Linked DNA regions of Arabidopsis thaliana: region 1 is linked to region 2. A link is a contact called in public targeted proximity ligation data. All regions are on one chromosome and are shown on one strand. The core of a region is the stretch at or near the end of the contact, and the rest is flanking DNA. Distances in the headings are between cores, read along the strand shown. Region 1 holds the start of AT1G35560 (TCP family transcription factor). Region 2 holds the start of AT1G35516 (myb-like transcription factor family protein).

Region 1 (5,588 bases), core at 2,879-5,378, 39 kb before region 2:
TTTACTTTCTTTTTTCTCTCTGGACTCTTGTTTCTTCGGCTTGAATTTCTTACAAAGGAAAAGGAATCCTGATAATCCATTTGACTAAATATCGACTATAGTCTTGTATTTAGTATAGTAAAACAAGATGATGTTTATTTAAATGATGTAAATAATTTTCTTGTCTCATTTATGTCAAAAATGTATATATTTCTATTTATTTAAATAAACTGCACAATAATCCTGGTTTTGTATTCTGATGGGCATCACTCGACGTTCATGTAGACAAAAGAAGAATGAGACTTTATTGTGAATTGATGTACATTGATTTTGTGTCAAACAATTAAACAAAAATATTTGTCGGCTAATACAATTCTTTGGAAAAAGAATCATTGGGTCATTGACTCATTGGCCCATTTCCCAAATCACATATCCAGCCCGAGTCGGCACGATACAGCATCGCCGGCCTTTTGGTATGGCACAACAAACTGATTTTCACGTGGTTTAAGTTTCTCCTTTTGGTAATATTAATACACGTGGTTTAAGTTTCTCCTTTTTTCTTCAAAATGTACACCATTTGACCGTTAAGTCAACATTTCAAGTTTTCTAAGCTAGCTATTTTACACCTCCATTTCTCACCGAAGCAAACTCTATTTATGACATTCCAATACACCAGCATATAATGTTCTCGACGAGGATTCCATCATGTCCAAAAACTGGTTTTCTAATTAGTGCTTTCACCGGAAAATCTACCAGAAAAAGTGGCTGTTAACACATTTGAAAACGGAGTAAGATCGTCAACATTTTTTTTTTTTCTTTATAACTTGTGAATATATATTACCTCGAAACGAAAAAGTTATTTACAAAGTCAGAAGACAGACATGCCCAAACAAAATTTAAAAGCTAAATTTGAAATACATTTAACTGAAACAGAAAAATTAACTATGGAAGAACCATTGAGACAAGAGTCTCCCACAACATTTCATGCAAAGACGAGTTAGAAGATTGTCAATATTAGTCACATGCTATGAGAGAAGGAAAAACAAAGCATTGAAAAAGTATTCTAAAATTATCGGAGGAAGAAATATTGAAGTACGATGTTGTAGGTGATCGGGGGCAAATTGATCTTGGAATAAGTAAGCATAAAACAGTAGCAGAGGCTTGGGAAGGCTATAGACAAAGACGACACAGATCTACTCACCTTCAGGCCATAGAAACAGCTCTCTTACAACAAAGAAACGATAGAACAGAGGATGAGGACATTGTTCTTTGGAAAGGTAAAAATGACGTATATAAGCCACAGTTCTTGACTAAAGAGACCTTGAATCATATGCGGACCATATCCATGGACGTTGATTGGTATAAGGGTGTTTGGTTTGGTCATTCCACGCCAAAGTACTCTTTTTGTGTTTGGTTAGCAGTTCTTAACCGACTCTCAACAGGAGACAGAATGACTCATTGGAATGGAGGTCAGTCAGCCGCTTGTGTGCTATGTCACAACGCTCCCGAAACCCGGGATCATCTCTTCTTCTCCTGTGACTTTGCTTCGATAGTTTGGAGTAACTTAGCAAGAGGAATCTATGGAGACAGATTTTCTACACATTGGCAAGACCTGATACAAGCCATCTCCGGCTCTTGGATGACACCGCTTGACAGTTTCTTTGCGCGATATCTCTTTCAAGCCACGGTACACACCATTTGGCGCGAAAGGAACGGAAGGAATCATGGAGAGAAACCAAACTCAGCAGCTCTTTTAATCAAATGAATAGACAAACAAACTCGGAACCAGCTTTGTTCGATCAAAGCAAGTGGAGATAAGAGATATGACAAGGGCTTACAAGCTTGGTTTGCGATGAGAGAATGAGAAACAATTTTTAGATTGTATTCTAGTTTTTGCTCCAGTTTTTTCAACAAAATGTTGCACATAGATGTAAAAACGCTATTTTTTTTTTGGATTTAATTTAACATTACATTAAAAAAAAAAAAAAAAAAAGTACGATGTATATCACAAGATTATAGAAATACGAGATTCTATGTATCTAGGTGGTATCAAAGAGAAGTGAAAGGTTGAGGAAACTTTTTACAAGAAATGTAAAATGGGATGAGTGAAATTAAAGGGAATGAAAGAGAGTAGAATTGTTTTTTGGATGAGAACTCATGAGATCATACCTACACACAAGACCAACCCAAAGCTAAAACCTGTAAAGCATGGGCTTTTTAGGCAGTAGATGATTCTAAAACAATTTAAAAGCACCATTTTAGAGATATATATGGTCGAAGAGTGATTAACACTTTCACTCTCTCACCATTTTATTTTATTTTTAACGTCTTGCCTACACATTTAAAACATTAATTGGTTGATACTTTTATACTTTTTTAAGCAATTAAAATAATTTATTTAAAAATAAATGTATATAAAAAAATATTAATAGTTTATTTCTTAGATACTCAATGAGTCTCCATCCAATGAAGGTGCTCTAACAGAATCTTGAACAAGGCTACATACTATATGGTCTTGTAAATGAACATTTTCACTTTTTGGAGAGAACAGAGACAAGACAATGGACCGTGGGAGGATCCAGAGTTTCAGACCAAACATCACGTTTTTTTATCACTCGCTTCTTGTACTTCTTCAACTATCTCTGACTGTTTTACTGTTTTCTTTCACTGCTAATGCTTACACGTGCATCTGTCTCAACAATTATTTTTCAGGAAAATAAAAAATAAGAGAGATTATATATACAGTTCAAAATATAATTGCATATATATATATATATATATATATAAATTATATAAAATATACTGTTCAAATATAAAGTTTTTTTTATAGTGGTTTGGTTTCACTTTCATTGTTATCTATAATTTAGCTCACGGTGCGTACATGTAACTTACATTAAGAACAGCCAAAAAGCTCAAGCTCGTGTCCAAATTAAGATTCCGAATGGTATAGCTAGCAATATAATATATTATATGGTTTTGGATTGATAAAAACATAAAACCTAATAAAGGAATTTAATTGATATAAAAAATGAAACAATAATACAGTCTAAATATTCAATTATGAATTAAAATATTGCAATAAATCAGTTAATAGGCATTAATACTAATATGATTATACATACATGGTTAATCACTAAGAGCAACGTGAATATCAATAAACTAATTGATTTACTACGCTTGCATAATTATTTTCCTTAAAACTTTTTGATTTCGAATACTTTGTTAACACCCTGATACATGTGCATATAACATAGTAGGCTGAAATTGGACTATTCTTAGACAGTTTTCACATCTAGAATGAGATGTATAGGTTTCGTTGAGAAAAATTGTAGTTGAGATGATTAGTTATATATAACCTATGTCTGTGGGTGCTAATTTGGCAGATGGGAAAAGAATTGAAGCCTTTATATATAGTCTTCAATTATTAGTATCATCGTTAATAAAAACAGTGGTCCTTATCTCTCAACAAGTCTTTCATCAAATTCGGATAACAAAGACAAAATAGAGAATCAAAGAAAGAGACATTTGTGTTATTATCAGTAAATTATTAAAAAAATAAATAATATTAAAACACTATTATATTGGGTGTAAATTGGCTCTATGATTAGTGATTAGTTTTTTTCTTTTCCCCCATAGAACATTCAACGTTTCCCACCCATGCAAAATCCAACCTAAAAGCCAAACTTTATAAGGAAACCAACAAATAGATCCCTACAATCTAAAGATTGCAACAAAAATGCCCCAAAATTATAATCTTAGACAATCCACACCTTTTTCAATCATGTAAAACACTTCCAAACTTTTCATAGTCCATTGCTAAAAATAGTTTTAGTCTCACAAAGTTAGACCAAAATTCAATACATTCGGCGCATAATTATTTTTATACTACAATATAGTAAGTGTGATAATAACCAAACAAAAAAAGGTTAAGTGATCATTTGGTGTGGAAACAGCAAATATTGGTCTCTACTCTCTACTACAAAAACCTAGTGGGACTACAAATGAAAATAAAACACAAAAGAAAAAGAAAGTGAAAGTCTCTCTCTCTTTTCTACAAGCTGCTTCATCTTCTTCCTCTCACTCTCTCTTTCTCCAAACAAGTAAACAACAGTCAACACAAACTCATAGCCCCACCAGAAAAAAAAAATACTCCAAGAATTTATAGGTTATAAGTAAAAATTCAGTACAAGTTTGTTTGTTTGTTTATTCCATTTTCTTGTGTGTTTTTTTCCCCATAATTTATAAATTTTATAAGCAATATGGAGTCCCACAACAACAACCAGAGCAACAACAACACCACTGGTTCGGCCCATCTGGTCCCATCCATGGGACCAATCTCCGGTTCAGTCTCATTAACCACCACTGCTCCAAACTCCACTACCACCACCGTCACCGCCGCTAAAACACCCGCAAAACGACCGTCCAAGGACCGTCACATCAAAGTAGACGGACGTGGCCGGAGGATACGTATGCCGGCTATCTGCGCAGCACGTGTCTTCCAACTAACACGTGAGTTACAACACAAATCGGACGGCGAGACTATAGAGTGGCTGCTCCAACAAGCGGAGCCAGCTATCATCGCAGCCACCGGAACTGGAACCATACCGGCGAATATCTCTACTTTGAACATCTCTCTTCGAAGCAGTGGCTCTACTCTTTCAGCTCCACTGTCTAAATCTTTCCACATGGGAAGAGCGGCTCAAAACGCTGCCGTTTTTGGGTTCCAGCAACAGCTTTATCATCCTCATCATATCACGACAGATTCTTCTTCTTCTTCTCTTCCCAAAACATTCCGTGAAGAAGATCTTTTTAAAGATCCTAATTTTCTAGATCAAGAACCCGGTTCAAGATCACCTAAACCGGGATCCGAAGCTCCTGATCAAGATCCGGGTTCGACCCGGTCAAGAACACAAAATATGATACCGCCGATGTGGGCACTAGCGCCAACGCCAGCCTCCACAAACGGAGGTAGTGCTTTTTGGATGTTACCAGTCGGAGGAGGAGGAGGTCCGGCTAACGTTCAGGATCCATCACAGCACATGTGGGCGTTTAATCCGGGTCATTACCCGGGTCGAATCGGGTCGGTTCAGCTAGGGTCTATGTTAGTGGGAGGTCAACAGTTAGGGTTAGGTGTTGCAGAAAATAACAATTTGGGGCTATTTTCCGGCGGAGGAGGAGACGGTGGTCGGGTTGGTCTCGGAATGAGTCTTGAGCAAAAGCCTCAACATCAAGTGAGTGATCATGCTACTAGAGACCAAAATCCTACTATAGATGGTTCTCCTTGAAAGACTTCATGATTTCTTTGGTTTTTAAAAAGTGTGAATGTGTGATTTATTGCAACTTTTGTTGAGGACTCCAATGTTAATATGGGTTTTAGGGTTGGCTTTTCGGGATTGCCAAATTGTTATTTAAGAAAATGGATTTATTGTTTTGGTTGCATAATAATTAACGAGTTTTGCAACTCTTTTTATTCGATGCAAAAGCATGTCACTTAAAGGAAATATAGTTGAATCTCTATGTGTAACATAATGGACAAAAGAATAAATTAAATATTTATCAGAATGCCTTTTCTCTTTTGTTGAAGGGTATAATTGAATACACCTTCTTTG
Region 2 (5,020 bases), core at 1,296-3,795:
TCCAAGAAAAAAAATTATTATTATTATAAATCCAATAATTTTAGGATCTCACCCGTAATATACCGTCCCTTGAATGATTTTAAATTTATACTACTAATATAGATTTTAAATTTATCATATAAAGTATATGATTTCAAGTTTTTGTGTTTTTTTATTTAAATAAAGCAACGGCTTAAATGATGATAGATTTAGTTCTTTTTCTTGTATGTGTATATGACTTTTGTGTGAATATTTTAATTATTATAAATTAGTATTTTTATTGCTATAGAAAATGTTAATATACATATTTGCTATAAATCGGATTTATGCATATTTTGTGGAATAAAATTCACAGATTTTGTTTTTGAATATATATGGAAAGATTGTAATTTTCTTGTAAATACATGTGGCTTTTCTTGTAAATAAGTCCAAACTACAGAATTTATTTCACAAAATAACTGTAAAAATATATATATGTAAATATCATTATATATGTATACACTGTTATTTTGCGAGTTTTATTTTGCAAATTTGTATTATTCAACTATATTATTAAACGCAATGTTACCAATCAAACCCTAAATAATATCTTTGGTGCACACAACTCCAAAAAGACATAACTTGTTATGAGATTTATTATCATTAAAAGAACCCGTTTAGCAATTCATACAAGGTTCATATGTGATCCCAATTTACAAACACAAACGTCACACGAGCTAGTAACAAGATCCGACCCCGACAAATCGAGTCGGACTGTACCCGAGTGTTAGGTCCAAGTTTAGCTCCTTGTCCAGATGATCATATCTGTAATCACAATCAACACTTAACCGTAAATCCTCGTCCGTAGTCGTACCGCTCGTAGAAGCACAGTTTTCACAAGAAGTCTCCATCTTTAGTTTAACAGAACCGGGAAACGTGGACTTCAAATCTTCATTTCGGGGATGAAACGATGTCGTTTTAGGCTCGATGATCGAACCGTGAGTTTTTGGGTCAATACCACGGTTAAGAAGCTTCCTTTTTATATGAGTGTTCCAATAATTTTTAATCTCATTATCGGTTCTTCCCGGTAATTTCCCAGCAATCAAAGACCATCTGAAAAAAAGACATTCGAAATGTAAGGAACATTGGTTTAAAACTTGGTCATTTGGGTATATTAAACCGGTTATTTATTTGGTTTTGTCAAATTGGATCTGCTTGTATTTTTATTATTTTTTTCTCATAAGTGTTGCACTTTATTTAAAACCTTATGTTGTAAAGATACAACTGTGGAACCTTCCACTTACAAATCTTGACACATATTAAACCTTACAACATTGGATCAACTAAAATATAGTCATCCATATTACATAAAAAACCAACAAGTCTAACTTATAAGCAGAGGCCCATAAAGAAAGCCCAAACCAGGAAACAAAACCTTTAGAGGAAGTAAATTAAAGATTCCCTTCCACCACAAAGCCACGTGTGATGTTAACAAACAAAGTTGAAACACGTTGACTGAAGAAGCCTTAGTTGTCGCCATTCACCACCGTTCTGGTTAGCAACTCAGGGAACTCTAAAACCACCGGAAACCGCCGGAGCTTCAAGAGAAGTCCATTGATTTTTAATTAGAGAATCCACCAAACTTCATTAGCAAATTTGGAAAGGAAAGATCTCCCAAAGGCAATTGATTCCTGAAATCTAAAGAACATCGACGTAGAGTAAGCCGATGGAGCTTTCAGCAACACCTTAAAAAAGAACAAAAAAGCACTCGTCTCCATAGATCAGTTAGAGAAACAGCCACAATTGCAATAGTTTCAACCCATAAGCATAAAAAACCTTAATCCGCATCTTAATTTGTTCTCAAAAAATGAAATCGATAAGCGTGGAAAACAAATTAATCCCTTTAAACAAAGGAGGTTCAAGGAATTATATGCCAGATCTAACAATGAAACGCAAAAGAGCTCAATCAAACTGAATATAAAGAAATCGAGAGAAGAAAACATAAATCTAAACCGGAATCAATCCGGCCAAAAGGTAGACGAAACACCGAAGATAGGCGGTGAAACTCTAGACCTTAGCTAGCCTACCGCCGCTAAAGAAGCCAATGGAAGCCAAACGCAAACCGACCATCGTCGTAAAGAACCGAACAGTGTCAGAAGAACCACGACAATCAAACGTTGCCCTAAACATCGCCGGACAAAAGCCAGACATCCATGCTGGAAAAGCCATAAGATTCTGGACAGAGAACTGGCCAACAAACACTAAAGAAGCTATTGTTGCCGGAAAAAGAAGATCAGATGCTTTCTCTCTCTAAAAGATGCAAATGAGAGAAGAGAGAGAGAAGCCTACAAAACCTTCTTTTCCATTCAAAACGCATAGAATGCTATCTTCTCAATACTGGATCTGCTTGTATATAAACCAAATTGTACATTTATTCATTTTTATAAACTGAAGAGAAAACCATTTGATTAGTTTTCTCCAGTGTTTTCAAACCGGTTGAACCAGTTTGACTGTGAATCGAATAGCTATCCGATTTGAGTTATCACCAAAAACCGGTATTAAAAAGACTCACAACACCCGGTTTAAAATCTGATTAAACCAGTGAACCGGTTCGGACTAATGACCAAAACCCGATTCTTCATTTTTTTTAGTCTTTCACGGTTTAACCATTGGTTTTACTTTTTTACAGTAAAACTGGTTTGTTCATAAATCATAATTAAGAGAAAGGAAATTACTTGTTGCCAAATAAACTATGAAGTTTGACAATGATTTGCTCTTCACCATCAGTGAAATTTCCACGTTTAAGATCAGGACGAAGGTAATTAATCCATCTTAATCTACAACTTTTTCCACAACGCAACAACCCTAAAGAAAAGATAAAATCATCAGATCAAGAAACATAAAAATTTGAAAGAAAAAAAATCAAAACTTTGGAGAAATTTACCAACGGATTTAGGAAGAGAACGCCAAGAGCCTTCACCATGATTACGTATATAATCAATAAGACGTTGATCTTCTTCTTTAGTCCATGCTCCTTTGTTCATGTGAGCCTTTTCACAACATGGTGATCTTCCCATGATGATGGTTACATGTGTGGGTGATGAGACAAGAAGAGTGAGACTAGGATCTAAAGAGAGGTGTTATAAAAAGGAAGTGACTTTGACCAAGTTGGTGTATGTATCTTGTATTTTGTGGGTGAAAAAGATTTGGTAGGTTACCTTCTTTTTCTTTCTTTCCTTAGAGCATGTCCATTAAGGAGTCCTAATAATGGAATCCTTACATTTTTATACTAATAAATTTTGAATTTTTTTGAAATTAAAGTTCTTGTTGAATCCTAAACTTTTTTCTAGTCCATTAGTGAATCCTTAAGTGGGTTTCTTAAAAAAATAAATATGATAAATATTTACTTGACAAAATATGCTAATTTATTTATTTGACAAAGGGTTAAAGCTAATTCGAAGAAAAAAAAGAGCTTGGAAATGTAAAAACTATTCCAATAGTATTATATAACCTCATCATCTTCCTTCGTGAGTTTCCCTGCCAATTGAGAATATAGATGTTGCACTCTTGCAAGCTTCCTCACAGTTTTTGGGGCTTAACAACCACCCTGTCACATATACCCTGCAAAGCAGAAACTGCAGAACATCAAGATTGAACTTACGTTTAACTTTTCTCTTGTATTCTCTCGTACAATAGAGAACTGACTGCAACAGTTTAGCAAATCACATCAGTATGCATATCAGGAAATTTCAATGAAATGGATTCTATAATTGTTCAAAGCACTTTCAAGTAAAAATTGACCTGGTTAGTAAGTCACGCTCTATCTCCATATCACGACCCCTTGAAGCAGCTCTAGGCCTAGTTGCAGCCAAAGCTTCACTACAGACACCTAATCGATTCCTTTGAAAAAGTCTCTCAGGCTGTTTGCAAACATATTTATTAGAAACAAAAAACGAAGGTGCACATATCTTTATCAACATCACTTGTTATCACACAAAAATTTAGTGATATCTAAATTGAAACATTGGTTTAATCTAAAAATTAACTACTAAATAATATCCAGACACAAAACACACCTATAACTGTGCTAGCCAAGCAATGGGATCAATGTCGGTATCAGTAAATTATCCTGCTGTTACGAGCAAGCACAACCTAATTCCACGAGCCCGAAACATCAGTTAAACGAAACTTATAAAACTGTTTTAAGAATCGATACGAACACAATCTCTAAACTATCTTATTAAGAGACGACGCGTGATGATGATAATCACCAATCGTACGATCGGCCTCCGGAGTTTACAAGAGAAGAGAAAGAAAATTAATCGTGAAATGAAAAAATAAACAAGGCCAAAAGCGAGAAAAAAAATTGTTTTGTCAAACACAGAGCCAATAATATATGGCCACGTATGCGCCCCTTGAGATCAGAATAAACTCTAAAATTAGGTGCGAACCTAAGAGCATCTCCACTGGTGAGATACTACATCAATACCTCATAATATATTATTAATATTTTTATATTTAATTTAAGTAGAGAAACTTATACTAAAATTGTGCTTCCATTGGTGAGATACTCTTATAGGTATCTTATTAATATTAAAATATTATTATATTTTTCATATATTAAATTTAATATCTCTACAATATTTTTAAATATATCAATTATTATTTTTACAAATTATATTATTAAGTAGTTTTATTATTTTTAAAACCATAATTAAACATTACTTTACATATAAAACCATAATAAAAATTAAGTCTTTCACTTGGTAATGGATTACCACTTATGTAAGATAAGTAGAAATTAAAAGATTTATTGATGATTAAATTTTAAATACATATATCTGAAATCACAATTTTACATTAATCTGAAAATATTGCAAAATAAAAATAGAAAATTTTAAATGTTTGTTTTGTAATTAAAAAACTATTGTATTTATAACTAACACCAATTAAATAATATTAGTACATAATTTAAACATATACATAATAGAGCTTGTTATATAGATAATTTAATTTTATGAATTTTAAAAGTAAAAAAAATAAAAAAAAATAACAGACATAT

The links.
Region 1: a targeted proximity ligation map of shoot shows a contact between it and region 2, with 17 read pairs. A contact is called at or near these places in 4 of 26 Hi-C or Micro-C datasets (callus, root and seedling), 1 of 2 datasets of targeted methods (shoot) and 1 of 3 other capture datasets (seedling).

The regions. Positions count from the first base shown.
Region 1 is chr1:13,115,775-13,121,362 of TAIR10.1, reverse strand. AT1G35560 (TCP family transcription factor) reads left to right here and starts at 4,128. Exons shown (of 1, transcript NM_103253.2): 1 at 4,128-5,537. The coding sequence starts at 4,239. The coding sequence ends at 5,264. It also overlaps the pseudogene AT1G35570.
Region 2 is chr1:13,075,941-13,080,960 of TAIR10.1, reverse strand. It overlaps AT1G35516 (myb-like transcription factor family protein), which reads right to left and starts at 2,545. Exons shown (of 2, transcript NM_001333159.1): 1 at 2,046-2,545; 2 at 1,188-1,656. The coding sequence starts at 2,187. The coding sequence ends at 1,580. HOS10 (high response to osmotic stress 10) reads right to left here and starts at 3,071. Exons shown (of 3, transcript NM_179418.2): 1 at 2,903-3,071; 2 at 2,694-2,823; 3 at 696-1,071. The coding sequence starts at 3,035. The coding sequence ends at 696. It also overlaps the pseudogene AT1G35513.